Linked DNA regions of Bombyx mori: region 1 is linked to region 2. A link is a contact called in public Hi-C data. All regions are on one chromosome and are shown on one strand. Each heading gives the region's core, a stretch centred on a gene start, on an enhancer-like site or on the middle of the called end of the contact. The rest is flanking DNA. Distances are from core to core; before and after follow the strand shown. Region 1 overlaps LOC134199745 (a long non-coding RNA gene). Region 2 overlaps LOC134199745 (a long non-coding RNA gene).

Region 1 (7,157 bases), core at 1,919-4,418, 60 kb before region 2:
TCGTGTCTCAAGGTCACCTTCGCATAGACATTCACATCTATAGACTCCGGGAACCACTTAACGGTTGTGATCTTTTTACTAACAACACAATACAATAAATAGTTTTACAGATAGTATATACATATTTACACTATTGCTTCGGCTTTTCCATGCCCGTAGTTACGTGCTATAAATCTAACTTTTTTAGATTAGATTAAATAAGATATGGTTTAGAGTTTAACACACAAATAAAACGAATCATACATTTAGTGATTCTATTTTCTAGGTTCTATAGTAATTTATTATTGTAGTTTTTTTGGGGTTTCAATGATGATTACGAAAACAAAATGTAATAAATTCTGTGAACTCCATCCTTCACGAGACACCTTATACATAAAATATTCATTTACATTTTTAATACAAACAAAGTTTTTCGTAACTTGCTTGCTAAATTTCGAGGAATATTTTCGCAAATTGGATGAAAGAAAATTAGTTTCATTTAACGTAGTAGCTACAGGGTTATTTGGATATCGATCCATCGAGCTCAAAGCCGTGTCGTACTGTGTGGTCAGAGAAGAGAACGTTATAGAGGACGACGTAGGCAAGATCTACCACCGAGTGGGTGTCATTGCTCGGTACACTGATGTGGCCGTTCAGAACTTGGATACATGTAAACTTATCGCCAATCCAGTTTTTACCGGGTTTCTTTTATCTGTTATACCGCTATTAGACTGCTAATTGCGAGGAGGACTTGTTCTAGAGAACCGAGACTCAAATGAGGGTAGATAGATTCTTATGATAAGTTACGAGCCGAGAGCTCAGCTGTTTGTAACCGATACATTCAAGAAAAAAAACATCTTGAATAATGTTACATGCATTAACTTAATTTCGACTTATGCGCGAATCGCCCAAAAAACACGCGCCCGCTTGTCCAACTTTATTTGTACAATCTAATTCTACTAGAGGGCGCCACCGAGGTGGCCTGAGTTCACTGAACCTTAATACGCAGAAACCTAGGTAACAAAAAAATACGAATTTCGGCATACACACGTGACTGGATTTAGCATGAGAAAATTAGAATTATGTACATGGGGCTGATGAAAAACTACAATAAAATAAGTATTAACGTAATGCCTGTCACGTTTGGTGCTGCGTGGTACCTCACTTCTTTGGTTTCGTTTTAATACAAATTGACTTCGATTCGGAAATTTTCATCGCATCCCTTAAATGTATAGCTTAGATAGGCAGAAAGGTCTAGGAACTTAATGACTTACGATAATTGACTGGTACAATTTAAAATTTTTAGTACAGGTTAAACAAATAAACGTTTTAATTAGATTTTTTTTTTATATTGCTAAGATGATTGAACGCAGTGGGTAGGCAAAAAAAAGTAAGAAGATTGTAAGAAAGCTAAGTTTTTAATACCGCCCACCTCCTGTAATGGTAACGAACGTTTAAGCTTTTTGCAATCATTTCAAAACCAATTTTTCTCTTTAGTTACATTTGTACATTATGTATGTAAGCCCACTAAGTTTATATCCGGAAAATCTCAATGGGTCGCGATTCCGATCCTGTGGTAGATTCAGCAAAGCGCTGGCTTTCCTTGGGCTGGTATTAGCAAATTCGCTTTGCTGAGCCCCGTGAGCTCACCTACACGTTCGGTGAACCTAGTATAATCGCTCAGGTTACCAGCATAAGTAAGCAAAAAATATGTATGTATATCAACGATCGATATATCAACGAACGCTCGACAAAATGATTTGTAACCTATTTCAAAATAAGAAGTCAAAAGAAATTCAAGCATTTTTTTTTAAGTTTATCGATATCAGGAAATTATTTACGAAGCTGAATCAGAACCCTACGTTCAATAACATTATGAATAAAGCGTAAAAGTAAACAAAAATCCGGTGGCGCAAGGTATCCTGTTTATCCTGGCATTAACTCACGGACCTAATCCCAAGAAATGCCATAAACAATATTTCGCAAGTCGTAAAATTGAGCAGCACTAACAATAAACAATGCGCATAGATAATGCAACTCAAGACTGTAAATGGGGTCGAAATTTATAGGAGCGGTCGCGTGACGGGAACAAGAAATATGGACACGGAAATGTGATACTCCTTTCGTAACTACCCTCTAGCAAATACTAGGTACTAATTGGGTATAGGTAGAAGATATTCGATATCTATCGTTCGTTCATCATCATTCTTCATTCTTTCCTATTACCCTTTGCTGGGGTGTAGGGCTCGAATCAAATCCTTCCATTTACATCGGTCTTGGATAGTCTGTTCTAGCTCCTTCCACGTCATGCCCAAGACGCCTAGCTCCTGTTCCACCGAGCGACGCCAAGCTGTTCTGGGGCGGCCTCTCTTTCTTTTGCCAGACTTTTGATAGGTGGGTATCGGGCTTTCTCAATATGTGACCAATCCAATGCCACTTTCCTCGTTAGATCTACTAAATACCGGAAAAATTTATACACGAATTATCGTAGGATAAAGAGTGACTTCGGAAATTATAATACATTACTATAAAGCTCGCATTATGGTAGTAAATAGATTAGCGTAACAATCAAACGTTTAGATAAAGTCAGCAAGGATAGAAGGAATAGTGGCTAAATAGTGTAATAAGTCATAAACAATGATAATACATGTATCGAGAAGATAAATGGAACAAAATACACAGAAAATCAGCCATTGATATACGACACGTGAAATGTTATCATGAATATTTTATCAACATCGATAATGTAGTTAAACAAAATTGTAATAATATTGACTATGTATTCGTAAATAAATATGAATTCCACGTTATTTGTTCTCCCAAATATTTATGGACGACGATATCGCAGTATTTCAAATCATACGCTCTCCCATCGGATTATGTTTATGTATCAAAACGGTTCGCAGGATGTTAAGTCGCGAAAAAAACAAAACTTTTATTATTTAAAGTTGCAAAAAAAAGGACGCCCTGATCGGTTAATATTTATTTGTGTTTGATTTTATTTATTCGCATCCTCGCTGCACCCACACGTCACCCAAACAAGCATCAAAACATCTCTATAAGGACACAAGCAAGTGGTTTTATTTATGTACTAACATATTTCGAATACCTCACACACTTACGCGTACATCAGACGGCCAAAAAGGTCAATGATATGCACCACCACTGAATACCGAGTGCCGCCCGATGTGTCGGACTCCGGATTGCGTCACCGCTAGGCATTAACGATGCCAATGTCAAGTTCACATGGATCGGATGTATAATTGAGTAGGCACACAACCGGTTCGAAACCACCCGAAATAATCCGTCTCAGAAACCGGATGTTTCCAGTTACAGATCGAAATATTATTATAATAATATCAACTAAATTAAACGGCGGCATTTACGGTATGGTTCGCAAAACCTTTTGGTTCGTTTGGTAACGAATTAATTACGATGGGCGTGGCGATCGTTTCGACCCAGAGACAAATTGAAAATACACATTTTCATTGGACTTGCTTTGAGATAATTTTGCAAATTTCCTTTAACACACAGAAGATCCTAGAATGCTTGTGGAGAAATAGACAAGTGTAATGAACCAAAGCTGATAAAATTATCGCTATTTTAGATCTACTTTAGATCAACAAGTTGAATAAATACAGTCAGGACATAACAGCATATGTATAATATAAATATAGTTCTGTCAGACTTCGATGACAAATTTCGATGACAGAATGATGATCAAGATGATCAAGATGATAATTCTAGCTGGATCTTCCCAGTGGTTCGACACGGTGTTAGATTCTGGAAAACACTGCTCTTGCTAGAGCCTAGTGTTAGCAAATTCACTCAGGTTGAACCCGTGAGCTTACTTACCCGTCCAGACTTAGTAGGAATAGCCCTTTAAGTTTCGAATAGGTAAGAACATTTTGAAGATGTTAAAAAAACAAAACTCCTTACGAGCGCGAAACTCGTAACGTTTGTTTGCATTAGGCGATTACAAATGCTCTTTCCTAAAATTTCCTTCATTTTTATTCGATAAACTCCCAGTGTAATTTAGTCCTTATTCAAACTTTGTGTTTCTAAATTAACAACGAAATCCGCTGGTGCGTAACCATTTCGGCAAAAGACCATTTATAATAATAAAAAAATGTGTGCGTGTACTAGTGTACACACGTAAGAAGTGAAACTTATTTATGGCCTTATTTTTCGAAAAATGATCTACATGCAACTTTCTAGAAATTGGTTAAATAAAGTTAAATTAGATAAAGTTTAAACAAAAGGATTTTATTATCATAGACATGAATACAAAAAAGTTAAATTAGATAAAGTTTAAACAAAAGGATTTTATTATCATAGACATGAATACAAAACAGATGGCGCGTAACGGAAAAATGTGACGCGTAACCGAAAAATGTGACGGTAAATTTTTTTCCAACGCCGATAAGGAAGTTTCACTTCAATAATTATTATTATTTTATTGCTTAGATGGGTGGACGAGCTCACAGCCCACCTGGTGTTAAGTGGTTACTGGAGCTCATAGACATTTACAACGCAAATGCGCTACCCACTTTGAGATATAAGTTCTAAGGTATCAGTATAGTTACAACGGCTGCCCCGCCCTTCAAACCGAAACGCATTACTGCTTCACGGCAGAAATAGGCGGAGTGGTGGTACCTACCCGTGCGGACTCACGTGAGGTCTTACCACTAGTAAAATTAGTCATTCATAAAAAAGTCCGCTTACAGAAGTCTCTTAACGACAACTTAGGCCTGCGCATTTCGAGACGAGTCATTACCGTACGTTTTAATTAATAAACTCTTTTACGCAGCGTATTCGCGCAACATTCGGTAATGCGAACGCTTAGTTTGTTTACCTCTGGCCAAAGGCGAATGGAAGTCACATTGTCTGTCGCCCTTGGCATCGACCCGACGGTACGCCAAAATGAGGAAGAAAACAGAAGGGTCACGGCGTAAACGCGTGCTTTACAACACGAACGTGAGTCATACTCATGCTTCGCTCGTAGCAAACAATTACTTTACTGTACTCACATGTGTTGCAATTAATGCATATTCAATATTTGCGTTAAGTCTGTGACGTGTTATTATGTAATTATTGCATAACATAACGAAACTGCATTGTACAGGTGGTTTCAAAGCCAAGGATAACGTATTGAATGTTAAGCGATCGGCGATGGAAGTTATAACCGCTCTTTTTCAAGTCTAGATTATTTACTTACATATATAAATTATTCAAGAAAAACTCAATTCAAAAACCAGTCTTACACGTAAGTTAATAAATAATGTGATAAGCTCATTAGGAAACAAAAACATAATAAACACGATGTTATACAAAAAGAAGCCATATATTTCTACGTATTTAACGCAATGTTTTACCCTTTTATAATAATACTAGCCACCCGCCCTCGCTTCGCTGCGTAAACTGTAATTTATTATTGATTACTCCACTATTTAATGAATGTTATTATACATACAAACCTTCCTCTTCAATCACTCTATCTATTAAAAACAACTGCATCAAAATCGATTGCGTAGTTTCAAAGATTTAAGCATACATAGGGATATAGGGACAGAGAAAGCGACTTTGTTTTATACTATGTAGTGATTTGACAACAAACAAAAAGAAATGTCATTTCGAGTGAGGACTCTTTTCGACTATTCGCATGACACAACACACGAGACTCGTTCTAAGAATACTAAAATTATACGAAAACAGCGCGAAATAAATTCTTACTATTTACACTTGTAGATGTGACCCTTCTGAGCGCTTCATTGACAAGGGCTCAGTACCTACTACTATACCTGTTCATTGATTAGATTTAAGTGGCCACATGCTCACAGAAAACGTTGGGCCTCGCGTCGGGATCCATGTAAATCTAAAGCTTTTTCGTGATTACTATTTTGAATTGAGAGGCCAATTCATGATACCCGTTTTGTTGTGTTTGGCAATTTCCGTTCAAACAACATCGTATCCTTACGAAGAAATGTTATTAATCTAATCTATATATATAAAAATGAATTGCTGTTCGTTAGTCTCGCTAAAACTCGAGAACGGCTGGAACGATTTGGCTAATTTTGGTCTTGAATTATTTGTGGAAGTCCAGAGAAGGTTTAAAAAGTAAATAAATATGAGAATGCTTGGTATTAAATAAAAATAACAATTTTGTTTTTCCTTTGATGTGTATGATTTAAGTTTATTTTATACAAAAGTTTAGGTTTTTTATTTATCGATTGAGGCACTAAGAAGTCTGCCGGGTCAGCTAGTGTTAAATGAATTTAATTGTGACAAAAATTCGTTTAGTGTAATAATAATGTTGAACTTAATTTAATAATTTTCGCTCATTCTGGAAGAGAGAATTTACTGATTTATTGTTGACATCAAGATGTCTTTGAATAGTCCAAAAATGAGTACAAAACGACGAAAATCATCTTTGAAGCTAGTGAAATTGCATTAACTTTTCTATTCAGAAACAAGAGGTTCTTCTAGCATCACGCTTAATGTAAATATCCTCAGTACGTTACGGACATAAACAATGAGATTTTTCCCTCTAGATGAGCAAGCTTTCATGAGTTCTGTCTCATGCGAGGTTTGGACGTTGGTTGTTGAGCGACAGGAGGTTTTAGTCAGTTCGACTCTGACATGCCCCGCCCTCCATCCCCAGTGGAGGGCGGAAGTCCGGCGATTTCCTCCTGACTTGACCTGAAAAAAGATCAGCAAGCTACTTCGGAGCAAGTCCCACTTATACTGGTAGTTATCGTAGACGGTACACAAGAGATCGCGAATGCGCCATCAACTTTGCAACATGTCTAACCAAGTCGCAATCATATTTACTAGTGGACGCCCAGTGGTCTAAATTCGATCATAAATGATTTAAATTATAAGATTGAACATTAATACGGTTCTATTGTCAATTCGAACCTAATTTCCAATACAAAAATCTTAAGTCAAAACGAACTAAATAATTCAACTTCAATAAACATTATACGTCCATTTCTAAATTGAAACAGTATTTTATTGGTTGTCACCCGACACTGTAGAGACTCGTAATTTTCGAGTATCATCTCATCTCAATCACGTAAGTGGTACATGTAATAAAACACCCTTTCGTCTGCTATGTATATAGAAACCGATGTATGTATGTGTGGGTAAAGGGAGACAGGTGACAAATGTCTAATTAA
Region 2 (6,508 bases), core at 856-3,355:
TAAGAAAATCTCCTTCGATAGCGATAACGCCACCCTACTTGATTGATATCGGCAACGTCAGCGTCACGCTGTTGCCGGCCGTAAAATAATTATCCTAAGCCTTGTTTGAGGGAAATAATTAACTGACCGCCCCCACTAAAATAAAGAATAACCTTTTAGATATAGTCTTAGGTTAGGTCTAGTGTTTTTAATGTGCGCATCGAAAGACGTTTAAACACTATGTCAAAAGTAAATACTTTCAGCTAAAATGAGTGTAATGAAAACTACTGTTTTGTTTTTATGAAGGAAGGATTACTGGTGTTCCGAAGACTTTTCCAGTTTCACCAGGACAGGTGGGCGAGCATGGGCTCAGGCAGGAGGGATTTGCTAACATCTGCCCGAGCGCCTCCGAAGGAGACTTATCACCTCAAGGGCAGCTGCTTCGCGAATACATCTACTGCCGGATCGGAATCGCGACCGGCTGCGAAGATCCGGCGAGAAACTCGGCGGGCTGATGTATGGATTAGGTTGCACGTCGAACTCTTACGGTACTCGACAAGTACGGTATACCAGAGACCCTAAGCCTGCTCTTAGTGTTAGAGCTGAACGCGTCTAATGCAAGAGTTACTGGATCTGATGAATCCGTAAGAACGTGTCTAGGGGGTCGACGACGACTGACTCTTGCGTAGCAATCCATGTATTCACAGTTGGGTGCCGGGTCTATCGTGTTGCAGTGAGAGAAATTTATACGAAGTAAGCTAGGGAACTTGCGACCCTGTTATAGGTTGAAGGTTTCACTATCAATGCGCATTACGCTCACCTTCATGCTGCAGATGTTCGTTCAAGTATCAAATTTATAGAAGTTCTTAAACACGCCGAGGTCTTTTAGTAGATTACAGAGTTTTTTAATTTCGCTTTTTTTATTGTAATCTTTTCCAACTTTTCAAATACTTTACAGTTTTCATTATTTAAATTGATGAATAGTATTAATATTGTCTACGACTCCTACGAACCGCAGAGAGTATACTATTTCACAAGTATTTTAATACCTCTCTACTCGTTTGATGAGTACGATGAAACATTAATTAACACACCTAACTGATCTCATTACGGCGTCGAAAATTATAATATTATATTTGTGTGTCGGTAATATTTTATTGTTATTATATTTTGTAAACCGAAACGAACGAACATAAAACGCGTTGCGCAAGGGAAACTCATAATCTTATCACAATGGCTAATTAAAAAGTTTTTTCCTTATGAGTTACCATCGAGCATCGCGGCTAGTATGTAGTAGGGGCATGCCGTGCGCTACCTGAACAAAAACATCTGTTTTTGAGAACAGATTCTGTTGGAATAAACCTGTTTATCCAAATTTATCCAAATTTAACTTGAGTCGTTTTCTGTAGACGCTGATGAGCAGACGAATGGCTCGTCTGGTTTTAAGCGGTTACCAGAGTTCGCACCAAAATTTAATTACAAAGTAAACAAGTTTTCTTTTTGTTTTTGAATTTAGTTACTGCATATTTGAAGTGTATGAAACTTTTTGTCTGGATCTTTTCGTATTGTCTGCTTATAAGACTGGTCATTGGTCCGGTCCGCCACCTCAAGTACCGGTCATCGTTCTCGTCGAACCCGTCGCGTCGCCTGCGACGAAGGGCTCGACGAGTAAATTAACCCACAGACACAGCCCACTGAGTTTCTCGCCGGATCTTCTCAGTGGGTCGCGTTTCCGATCCAATGGTAGATTCTGCGAAGCACGGTTCTTGCTAGTGTTCGTGTTAGCAACGTCGTCAGGTTTGAGCCCCGTGAGCTCACCTACTAGTTAAGTTTACTCTGAAATAACCTCTCAAGGCTACCTACCAGCTTAGTAGGAAAAAAATATCCGCGAGTTGTACCAACGATTAGTTTCGAAAAAAGTCATTAGAGCTAATCAGAAACCTCCGATGTTCTACACCTGTATGCCCTTACAAAGCATCTGAAGTCTAAAGCCACAAAAGAGTGACCCCGCTCAGGTAAGCCCGATATGAAAAATCGATTTATTTCATCGAGCATTTCACAGCCCTAGTGTCGAGTTTCTCCCGAACGGAGCGTTGCGCTAGAGCATGCGCGACGTGCACTCTAAAATATTCAAAGAACAAGCGCGGCATTAACGATTCCTGCATTAAATACATAACGGACGCGAACGCCAATATGGCTGCCGATGGGAAAAAAATATACGGATTAATTTATTATTATGCTAATTAGATTTTTAGTTCTTTTGAATTACTTGTTTGATTTATTTACAACGGCACGCGATATCCTTTCGGAGCGCTAATGGTGTTTATTTTTTCAATTGCTCATGAATAATATACCTTTAAGGTTGTATATTTCTTATTGCAATGTATTAAATCCGTTCCGGGTTGTGAGTGAGGGAGTTAGGTTGGTGGATGACACAGCGTTTTTTCAATGTTACTGAAATTTTGACCTCATGTCTTCTTATTCGTTCGTTTGTTCGCATTCATATTAGGTATACTCGACGAAAAAGACAAATACCACTTGGCGGGAACGCCAAGAATAATTTTAATGGTAGTTAGTCAGTTGTTGGCTATTATTTTTATGATTAAAGTCAACGGATCTGTTTTCAAAGGGTTTCAACCCATCACTATTTTCTTTACTTTGCTTGCAGAATAGCTTAAGTCAGTGTCTTGATAAAAAAATTTTTTTTACCGGAACCCGGGAAATTTATAAAAGCGCGCCAATTCTATTGCACTACTGCGGAAAGGAAAAAAAATCGTTTTCGCTTTTAACAAAATTACTTTAACTCTTTTTTTTAATATTTCTAATTTAGTCTCTGCGTGTGTTCTTTTAAGTTACCTTTATTCTAAAATTATATATTTTCCAGATAAGTAAACTTTAATGTGATCTACATAATACGGACATGTGTTCTGACTAGGGGAACCAATAGGCATTCCGTAATACAGACACGAACAGTAAAAGAAAATGTACGGAGAATTTTTAATCGGACATTTACTATTCAAAATCGATTAAATAATCAATGAAGACGATTCTTAAGCAACATCACGTAGCCGAGTTCACGGGCCGGTCCGTCACGATCGAGTCACGGCGTTTCGTAGACGGAAACCAATTAAAAAAACTTATTAACAACCAAGCTAAGTTGGCACGCGACCGCGTCTGGCTTATTCAAACTCTGCATAGACTATATTAAGCGTATTTTTTTTTTTTTCGATTCTATAAGCTCCCCTTAAGAACACGATTTTACGCGGATCTTGCATTGATTGTGTTAAGAAGCCGTTTACAATGCAATTCAAAAAAAAAAAAACGTTCTGCAAGTCGCACCTGGCGGGAAGACGCAAACCAATCTAGATTACGAAACGACGTAACCGCCTCGCGAGTGCAATCGTAAATCATTACTGATCAAATACAAACAAGGGCTCATAATTGCTTGGAAAACGGCGCCCGTGGCGAAATTCAGTCAGACAATGCTCACCACGGTAGAATAAAAGACGGATGATACATTGACGTAACAAGACGCGTAACGTATGGGGATCCGATTTTTTTCCGAGCCCCCGAAAAGCAGGTGACGCAAACTTCACACAGAAAAGGTAAGATTCAATTATTCGAGCAATGAAAAAAAAATTGGGAGCGTTTCTTTTCTTTTTTTCATGAGAAGGAACCGATTCTATTCTTTTCGAACGCAAGCTGCAGCGCTTGCAGTTTTTATGCCTAAGGACGAATTAAATCAGTCAAACCCCGAATAAGAGAAAGCTTACGATGGTAATTCATCAAGTTTTGACTAGAAAAAACACGAACGAATTTAAATCCAATGAGATATTGAAATGCACAATGGAATTAGCAAGCATTTTCCCGCGACATATCCTATACTAATTTATAAATCTACAGTGGTTTTTACGGATGTTCCGTTATAACTACTGAACCATGCATCCGATTGACTTCAAACTTGGTATCCATTGTAGAAAATACATATACTTAAAGGATAGGCTAATATTTATATGAGTGTTGGACTCCCTAATAATAATGACAATAAATAATAATGTTAATTTTAAATGCCCAGCGAAGCGGGCGAGTACGGCTAGTTTGCTTTATACGTTTGGATTGTCAACCAATAACACAAAACTTAGTGGTCCGCGACCATGAAATCTCAAGTATTCGTAACGACGGTAATAACATATGACAATAAATAAACAACAACAACAAAAAAAACAATAATAATAAAACAAGGTGTTTAACCCTTTGATTGCCACCTAAGTCACCGATGCCTTAAGTGCTGTTCACCATTTGACTTGAGGAAAGAAGGCGAGGTCTCCGGCCCGAGCCCACAATACCGTTAGCACAAGTAATAGTGCAATATTTAATCTATACATATAAATAAAATTGGAGTGTCTGTTTGTAATATTGAAATAACCGCTTTTTACTACATGCATAAAATATGGATATATCACGATACATACATCAAAATATAATTTTTTTATTTTGTCTTTCTGTCTGTTTGTTCCGGTTAATCTCCGGAACGGCTGGACCGATTTTGACGGGACTTTCGCTGATAGGTAGCAGATGATATAAGGAGTAACTTAGGCTACTTTTCTTTAGACTAGCTTCGCCCCGAGGCGTCACATCGCGGGACTCGACTAGTTTAAAATAAATTCAATGCAATTTCATTGACAAAACAAAAACGAAACCGAATTCAATTCTCCAGGTCTCTCACGACCATTGTCAAAACGCATACGAGCGTCAATGTAAACAAGGCTTAATGTAACGTTTCTTTAAGAGGGTCGTAAAGATGGGGCATTTTGCGAATTGCTCGTAAATAACACGGACCGTAAGCGATATATGCAATTCCGTTGTTATAGAAACCTAACTAAATCGTTCATGACAATTATTCGAAAAAGCGATGAAGTGTTTTAAGACACTTTTATAGCACGATTAACGTGTTTTATTGCTAATATGAAAATCTTATTACACTGTCGATTCCTTAGAAAAAGTGGAGCCCTTTTTAGAAGGGCAGACTTTTAACCGAATGGATTTCAATATTCGAAACTAATAATAACACAGAATACATGACAGAATGACAAATAAAAATTAGAACCCTTCCTTTTTTTGTTTATCTATTGCTAGTAGCCTCGAGGGGTTATGCTAGTTTCACCAAACGTGTAGGAGACACGGAGCTCACGGGACTCAGCTTGGGACACTTTGCTAACAGCGGCCCTGGAAGGAGCAGTGCTTTGCTGAATCTACTGCTGGATCGGAATAGCGACCCACTGAGAAGATCCGACGAGAAACTCAGCGGGTTGTGACTATGACTAGTTCGTCGTAATCGACGAGTTCGACGGTGCTTTCCTAATGCCTCATGCCTAAAAGCACCGAGAGTGGATCGGAAAGATCCGGGGTTTTGCACGACGGCGTCTGTTGGCCGTCTGCTCCTTCTCTAATCGATCGCTAATTGCCGAGCATCGTGATGCGGGCGCATCGGCCCGAGACATGTTCTAATAATCTGTAACTAGTTTCGCCGGTCAGTTGTGTGCAACCTGGACACGAGACTGAGCGACGCCTACGCCAGAGTGAGGTCGCACACTTGATCACTCGCAACTTTTCGAGCTCCGACCCTTAGGTTGTTTTCCTTCATGCTTTTTCCTATATATCAGCTATATCAGCGTTACCCTAACGTATAGATGAGCTCTCGGGACTCAAACCGGAGGTGATGCTGACACTGGCGCTAGCAAGAGCAGCGCTTCGCAAAATCTATCACCGGATCAGAAAACCAACCCACTGAGAAGATTCGGCGAGAAACTCAGTGGGCTGAGTCTGTGGGTTTATTTACTCGGCGAGCCCTTCGCAAGCGAGGGGTTCGGCGAGGACGGTGACCGGTGATTGAGGCACTTAAAAGCACCAGTATTGGATCATGAGGATCCGAAATGACACGTTTAGGGTATCATTTTTCACTTTACGGAACTATGAGTCTCTCCATGTATTCTTGCTATATGATCCAAATACTAGAGCACTCTGTGTAGACATATGGTGGATAGATAGTCTCTGGTCAATTTTTGCTCGTTGGGAATGGAAGCGTTCGTTCGGATGGCCCTCCATGGAACGCGCAATACGGTCCAGCACGACATCTCAAACACGTTTATGCGTCGTCTGACAAACCTCTATTAAGTTTCAAGACTCGATGGCATACAGACAGATAAGGAAAATGAAGATTAAATATTTGCACTTTCGTCTTCTTGACCCGTACTCAAGAAGAATGAAAGTGCAAATTTTTAAGTTCTTCGGAATCTCTTGATATTGTGTTAAGTAGGCCAGTGGACTGAAAATTTGAATAGACAATTAAAAAAAAAAAAACAATTAAGTACTTATAATATTTTCCTACAAATTCTTAAAGTTTACGTCGTTTAGATTTAAAAAAACTTAAACAAGTTACTTAATAAAATAATCGTATACATAACATATCGAAAACAAAACGTTTTAAGACAACGATAAATTAACTTTATTATATAGAGCCATATCGATG

Evidence for each region. A called contact is a pair of places that touch in the nucleus more often than the background predicts.
Region 1: a Hi-C map of whole pupa shows a contact between it and region 2, with 3 times the contacts expected there. The contact joins two enhancer-like sites. A contact is called at or near these places in 3 of 7 Hi-C or Micro-C datasets (midgut and whole pupa).

The regions. Positions count from the first base shown.
Region 1 is chr11:18,712,337-18,719,493 of ASM3026992v2, reverse strand. The region is part of intron 2 of LOC134199745 (a long non-coding RNA gene); the gene reads right to left. Among protein-coding and RNA genes, the nearest start is that of LOC134199745, 72 kb to the right of the region's middle. Within about 2 kb of position 3,168, at least 5 of the 8 cell types and tissues checked have open chromatin away from gene starts, as enhancers often do.
Region 2 is chr11:18,651,653-18,658,160 of ASM3026992v2, reverse strand. The region is part of intron 2 of LOC134199745 (a long non-coding RNA gene); the gene reads right to left. Among protein-coding and RNA genes, the nearest start is that of LOC134199745, 11 kb to the right of the region's middle. Within about 2 kb of position 2,105, at least 4 of the 8 cell types and tissues checked have open chromatin away from gene starts, as enhancers often do.